Linked DNA regions of Bombyx mori: region 2 is linked to region 1. A link is a contact called in public Hi-C data. All regions are on one chromosome and are shown on one strand. Each heading gives the region's core, a stretch centred on a gene start, on an enhancer-like site or on the middle of the called end of the contact. The rest is flanking DNA. Distances are from core to core; before and after follow the strand shown. Region 1 holds the start of LOC101737357 (interferon regulatory factor 2-binding protein-like A). Region 2 overlaps LOC101740927.

Region 1 (3,624 bases), core at 137-2,636:
CGCACGATTGTTGCTAAGCGATTAACGGAACCTATAAATCATATGATACCTTCGTTGCAGTGCCGAATACGGCCAGCCCGAAACCTAAAGTATATGTATATGATTATAAAGCCCTTAAATAGCATTCCTTCTGAAAAAAAATTAATGTAAAGAAAACAGAACATTAACATATAGACTTTTCTTGATTTAGTGTGTGCAAATTCAGAAATAACACTATATTCATTATAGTGAGGTAATTCAAATTATGTTCCATTGTATTTCTGGACACATTTTTAATTCGTTTTAATGTTGAAATGGAGCTTTGACGCTACAGTTCATCAAACTCCAGTAAATATTTCTACACTTGGATAACACGATTTCAATTAAGTTTTTGTCCGAACTTTATAAAATTGACGTTTTAAACCGTTTCGTTCCAAAGTCTCGTGATTTTACTGTCAATATCAGCTGCCACATCTATGTTCTGTGTTGAATGGTTCAAGACAATGCCCAAGCCTTCTTCCATGTCATCTGGCTAATAATAAATGACGATAATTAAAATTATATGTCACTTTCGGTAAAACTAGCATAACAGGTTAGTAGCAATAGATAGGCTTGACTTTGATTGTCCAAGTATTCCGAATAATATATTGATTACTCGCTTATATGCTTTCAACAGTTTGACCAATGCCGCCAATGTATTACCGTCTATAACAATGAACACTGAAATTTCAAATTGCTATCCGGGTGTTTGATTATCTATCCAGTGAATTAGAAGTGTTGAATCATTCGTACAGTGTATGTTGCCTGCGTTTTCTCATAATCGATTTCCGTTATTCCTCAGAGTCAATCAAGGCTTTGTCTTTTGTTTCTATATGCGCAAATGTGGATCGCACTGCTTGTATGAAGCATTTAATGATTTTGTACAGTGGACGTACTGTAATAAGCTTGTTTTCTACTACAAATACAGCAATACTATTAACGTAATGTCCGTTTTTGGATACTACAGGCCTTCGGGGTTCGGAACCCAAAGCATTTTCTGCTTTGAGTTACATGCTTAATGAAGTGTAACGCTGCGAATTGCAGCGGCCCATCTTTTAAACCGAATCGTATAATTGTCTCACGGCAAAAATAGACAGGACGATAGTACCAATCCGAATAGGCTGACAAGATGACCTTACCACCAGCAACCGTCACATTTCACGGAGGATGCCATATTATAAATAAGTCACTAAACAAAGTTTTCTTATAAATACGTACTACGTAGGTATCACGGGAATATTATCAAAAATGGAGAATTGTATCCATGTAAAAATATAGATAGAAATAGGAGTGCAGAAAGACAAATGAATGGTGGATGAATTAAACGAGTAATTGCAAATAATAACGATGAGTATAAAATGTATAGTAGACACTGATATAATCGCTGATAGAAGATAGTGGATACAGAATACGTTGACTTAATTTTGCAATCCGTCTGTGGAATAAATATGTTAAATTAATGATTTTTTTAGTGATGGCTGAAATCAAACTGCAGTTCACATTACTGAACGATATATATTCGGTCACTAAAAGTACACAAAGTATGACCATATTCAGGTATTGTGTTACAAAATGACGTATTTAGAACAACGTTAAAACTCAAAAACGTGTTAATTTATTATAAGCGATATAATCGTTCTTGTCGACCGTTCACGTTTACCTGGCCGTATAACTGTTTTTTCTCCGATCCTCGGCTGCATACAAAAAGTGATGAGAGCTGTTTCCATTATTATTAAGCACAACAAAAATGAGCGGCAACAAGGCAAAGTGAACGGTGCGACGTTGCCGATCTGCACGCTCGGCTGACTCGTCACGTGACGTCACGTCTCAAGATGGCCGACACACCGGTCGCGTCCCCCCGCTTCCACGCCAACCGGATCCTATCCAGTCGCTTGGTAGTAGTAATAATAATAATTTAGAATGCAGCCGTCAGAAAGGAAACCGACCGAGAATAGATGGGAGAGAATATACTGAAATTTAATGTATCGGACGTGTCTACGTTATATTTTAACGCTAATTGTTATTCTACAACACGCTGTTTACTTTCGTTGAATAACACGGACTATGAATAAAGGGTCGTGGCCGTGTCAGTATGTATGGCGACTGTGTGATTCATTTATAGGTGGTTCTAATTAAACTGACGTAAACAGCGGTTGCGTTATATAGTTCATTTAAAGAACTTGATAATAATACCTTGATTACCATATTAAGATATGGCTACGTGAATACGCTTTTGTAAATAAGCAGTTGCGTTAAATATTTAATTTAAAGAATTTAATACCTATTAATAGCTTGATTACTTTAATTTATGGCTACGTGAATACGCTTTTGTATATTTCCTATTAAGTAGGTACCTAAGACTGGCTAGAAATCTTAATCTATGCCAATAATAAGTAGGTACTTTAATATAGAGTAGGGCACCTACCTACCTTTACTACACCATTGAACTCTCGAAAAATTGAGTAGGTAACCTCATTGCTTTTTTCAATGCGTATTTAGACGGGTTCGTCGTTATCGTGCGATAAGCGCGTCGTCGGGGTCGGGACGAGTGGCGCATCCGCGTCGCGGCTAACGGCTCGTCCTCGTCGCGGTGGCGTGGCGGTGCTGCGCGCGCTGACGTCACCGCTCGATAATGGCTGCCGCGCCCGGCCCCCCCGCCACACACACGCCGCCGAAGCTCAGTCTTTCCTCGACCTCTTAAAGAAGCTAGTGTCTTTTATGTAGTGGCAACAAACAACTGTCGTCCGCGAAGTCGAATGTGAAGTTTTGTGTTTTTATTTGTGACTACCATGGTGACAGTGTTTTTTCCCGAAGGCATAATAAATCAGTGACAATTTTCAAGAGAAACGAAGAAAACCGATCTCTCGCACTCCGCACTACACCCGGCGGCGAGATGTCGGTGATGCAGAAACGGCAACACTGCTACCTCTGCGACTTGCCCCGCATGCCGTGGGCAATGTTGCATGAGTTTTCAGAAGCAGTGTGTCGAGGGTGTGTAAATTACGAGGGCGCCGATCGAATCGAAGTAGTTCTAGAAACAGCTAGACAACTAAAACGCGCTCATGGTTTCCAAGAAGGTCGTGGTCCGTCGCATGCAAAAGGAGCACATCGTACGCCCTTAGAAGCCCATCAAAATGGAGCAGAAACAACAAGAGGACAACCTGCACCTCCAGCTCACCATACACCGACGGTTGGTTTTACGTTACACCATCCACGACCTACGGCTAGTGCAGGCCTTCTGGCTGAATATGGAAGCCGAAGAGACGAACATGAGGGTAGACGACTAGCCCATTTACCTACACATCATCTTCCGGCACATGCAGGGGCACGTCTTGCTCCTGGTCTCACTTTAAAACGACCAATGGATGATGATGACCATCAGTCGCATCACGAACCAGCTAAAAGACTTCTAGAAGAACACTCTCGGCCGCCTCTAACCCGTGGTGATTCACTGCCAGCAGTATCACTAGCTGCTCCTTTCGCGCCAGATCGCGTTTTCAAACAAGAGAAACATCCTCTCCGTACTCCTTCTTTTGATGGAACTACGTTTAAAACGAATGGTGAGTTTTTTTTTTTTTTTCATAGGAAACCCGGTCCTAATTCGCG
Region 2 (3,639 bases), core at 639-3,138, 99 kb before region 1:
ATATACACGCAAACGACTTATTCCGCTAAACTTTACCCTGAACACGTGCATCTACGAATTGTAATTCCACCACCGGTTCGGACCCGAGTGGAGGACGCTCCGCAACTCGATTTACATTCGCACACATTGGACATTGCAGACGGACCTCAACAGAGAATGCGATTATTTCTACTAATAAGGACAGTTGTACAACCAAACAATTACTTATTAGGTTTAAGCTATCTCTCATGCCCTGATATCTAGATGGGTGGACGAGCTCACCGTCCACCTGGTGTTAAGTGGTTACTGGAGCCCGTGGACATCTACAGCGTAAATGCGCCACCCATCATGAGATATAAGTTCTGAGATCTCAGTATAGTTACAACGGCTACCCTACCCTTGAGAACGAAACGCATTACTGCTTCACGGCAGAAATAGGCAGGGTGGTGGTAACTACCCGCGCGGACACACAAGAGGTCCTACTACCAGTAATTACGCAAATTATAATTTTTGCGGGTTTGATTTTTATTAGACGATGTTATTCCTTCATCGTGGAAGTCAATCGTGAACATTTGTTGAGTACGTATTTCATTAGAAAAATTGGTACCCGCCTGGGATTCGAACATTGGTGCATCGCTCAACACTAATGTACCGGACGTCTTATCCTTTAGGCCACGACGGCTTTATGGACAATCGTGCAAAGAGATTGGGCAGAACGAAACGATGACTGTTCCAAGACGTCTTCAGCAGGGCCCTGAAACTGCGATACTTTAAGACACACATTTTTTTGTATGGAAACTAGCGACATCTTGTAGCAGATGCCCCTAAACTGATATGTTGTTAAAATTAAGGCATTTAATTATTGTATCACTAAACACAGAGAAAAAAAAACATACAAGTTATCATTTGTTATAGATAGACAAATTAATTAAATTTTACCAATTTGTGGTTTCTGAAAATTTACAAAATCCTTCATCAAAAATAAAATATACGATAGGTAATGTTACTGCCATCTACAGGAGCAATGAGAAACTAATCGAAGCGAAGCCATCTAGTGGCCGACACCCGTAAACATTTTTGTTGAGTGCTGGAGTTGCTTATCTTGACATCTCGACTCTGCCGAAGCACGCTACCCGAACTAAGCCGACCTTTGACGAGTAGTTGTAGCTCAGACACACTAGATGGCGCGCTTTTGTCGTGTCCGGATGCGATATATATAATTCCGCTACATGTGGACACTTTTGTTTGGGTCATTCAACACCCCATCCCGGTTTCGTTGAAGCACTTCCATTCTCTATAGCCCGTCCGTAGCAGGATCCTCACATATGTTTCCTAAGTATTCTGTCGAATTCCTTGTTAACAGTCTTGTACACAGCCAGAACAATGCTGCTAACAATTCAATCTAAAGCCTCAAGATGGCCATTGATGACCAATATGCGTTCACCCGCCCATTACAGCTAACGGTAAACCCTTGCGTTTCAAGTTTTAGAGAACTGAAAACAGAACAGTAATTGTCCAGTTTGGAACTGTTTTTTTTGGCATATATGAGAATTCCAGCTTACACACGCATAGAAAAAATGTTAAATTGGAATGTATGATTGAAGTATGTATATCCGAGGATTTGACCGAAATACACAAGTGAATACACCCCAAGAAATTTTCAAAGTTGCTTTAAAAATAAATGCTTTAAATAAACTCGAATACAGAAAATTCCCAATACCATTATATGACTAATAATCAAAATATGCATTATACGTAAATCGAATGCGTAATTATTGAAATGATCTGAAAACTGCCTTGTTGAATGAAAATCAAACAAAACTAATGACTGTACAAACTCAGCGTGTTTACTTTAATTGCAAATAAACGTCTCGTCTGCATGAGACTAAAACATTTACAATGATAATCGCGCACCAGACGGCGGTCTACGAATACCAATAAACATTTTGTAATGTCTTCACGTAGGGCGATAGGCGATGGTGTGTCGGCGGACTGACAATTATTGCGTGCGATCACACTGTGGCGAATTTACGATTGGCTTCAGTTGGATCTCTTGTGTTAGTTATATCTATCTTCTTTTTCTTCTGAGTCGGTCTCTTCATTGCTGAAGGTCGTGTCTAATTTGAAACGTGGACCACTCGATGCACAATGCTTCCCCACGTCTGCATGTCCTCGGCGGTCTTTATAGCCTCGGTTATTGGCAGGCCGGTGAGCATCTTTACCAGATCAGACCGGCGGGTAGGTGAGCGTCCGCGTGATCTTCTCCCGTCAACCTGACCAACTATGATCAGCTTCTCCAAGTTATCGGGGCCTCTACGAGCGAGAGTTATGCGAGAGTTATATATTTAACAACCGTCAAAGATAAAACCATAAATAATTTGCAAAAGCTCGCGTCCGCAATTACATAGGCGCTTCAAATTTAATAATACTTCATTTAATTTCAATGAATACAATAAACATTGGCACGTTTATAACAAGAGAAAATCTATCCTCTTAAAGTTACGTTCACTGAAAGGCTGCTAATTCCCAAATAATTAAAAATCTACTAATCATATAAATCATAACGCAAAATAAAAAGAGATCATTCTAATTCGTTCTCGTTTGCATGTTCATATTGGCTCTAAACGATGAGCACCGTTTATTTTCGTAATTAAAGCCATATTAACAGTATCCGCTTGCTTTCCTCGTTATGACCACTTCCTAAACTTGGGCCCGATGCCAAAACACAAGTTTAGCAGTGAGTGGTTTTCCCTTTAATGTGTCAACGATCGTCTGGGTGTGAAACCCCAACGTTTGCATTTTCTAAAAAGAGGATAATAAACCGTTGCGACTCTTTCGAATTTCAATCTTAGGATATTTGTTATAAAAGGGGCTTCTTCGGTTAACCACATATGGTGCTCTTTAGTCTTAAATTATTACTGATTCGTGTGTATTTAGGTTGTTTATTTGCAATTCTATATGTCCGCACTGACAGGTCACGGTTTGATAGTATAGAAGCCATTCTGGATTTCAAATAAAAAAATCCTTTGTGGTAGCGCAAAAGAATGTTTGTTTATAAATCAAGTAAAAGTTAAAACATTACAAGGAAAAAATATTACATTGTGGCTGTAACTTCGTATCTATTGTGTTGAAATGGAAATGTACATATAAATATGTATCATGATGGTGATTCCAGAAGCCGAGTCAATTAATATTCTATAAGTAATTAACGGCACAAACAGAATGCAGATTTAACCAATAATCGAATTAGTTATTCATCGATCGGTCTAACGAAGGTTGCGTAAAGCCCATTACTAGTCAGGAGCCAATCTTATTCACTTCCACAACGCTATCTAACTTCCGAGATGATTCCTCAAACGTTCCTTAGCAAGCTCCTCACGATTTAGATAAAACAATAAAATGGACTAGCGCACGTGACCTATGATTTCAATTTCAATTGTCACTCTGTTTAATGAAGCATTTGTATTCGAGTGGGTACTTCTAGTGACGTTATTGACACCTTTTTGGACACTTTCTGGTAGGAGGCCATTCGTTTTATGTGTGATGGCTTCGGAGATTAGTAGCTACTGTAACAGAATTTTTTATTGAAAATTAAATTTCCCTTTCGGAAACAGTAGCGTTTCTAAGTCACCGATATTGAGTTCGTATGTGAATTGAATG

What was found. A called contact is a pair of places that touch in the nucleus more often than the background predicts.
Region 2: a Hi-C map of middle silk gland shows a contact between it and region 1, with 2.1 times the contacts expected there. The contact joins the enhancer-like site here to the promoter of LOC101737357 in region 1. A contact is called at or near these places in 3 of 7 Hi-C or Micro-C datasets (middle silk gland, posterior silk gland and whole pupa).

Annotation. Positions count from the first base shown.
Region 1 is chr18:13,142,326-13,145,949 of ASM3026992v2, reverse strand. It overlaps LOC101737357 (interferon regulatory factor 2-binding protein-like A), which reads left to right and starts at 1,386. Exons shown (of 4, transcript XM_021349330.3): 1 at 1,386-3,578. The coding sequence starts at 2,912. All of the region lies in intron 3 of LOC101740927, which reads left to right.
Region 2 is chr18:13,241,885-13,245,523 of ASM3026992v2, reverse strand. All of the region lies in intron 3 of LOC101740927, which reads left to right. Among protein-coding and RNA genes, the nearest start is that of TRNAT-CGU, 18 kb to the left of the region's middle. Within about 2 kb of position 1,888, at least 5 of the 8 cell types and tissues checked have open chromatin away from gene starts, as enhancers often do.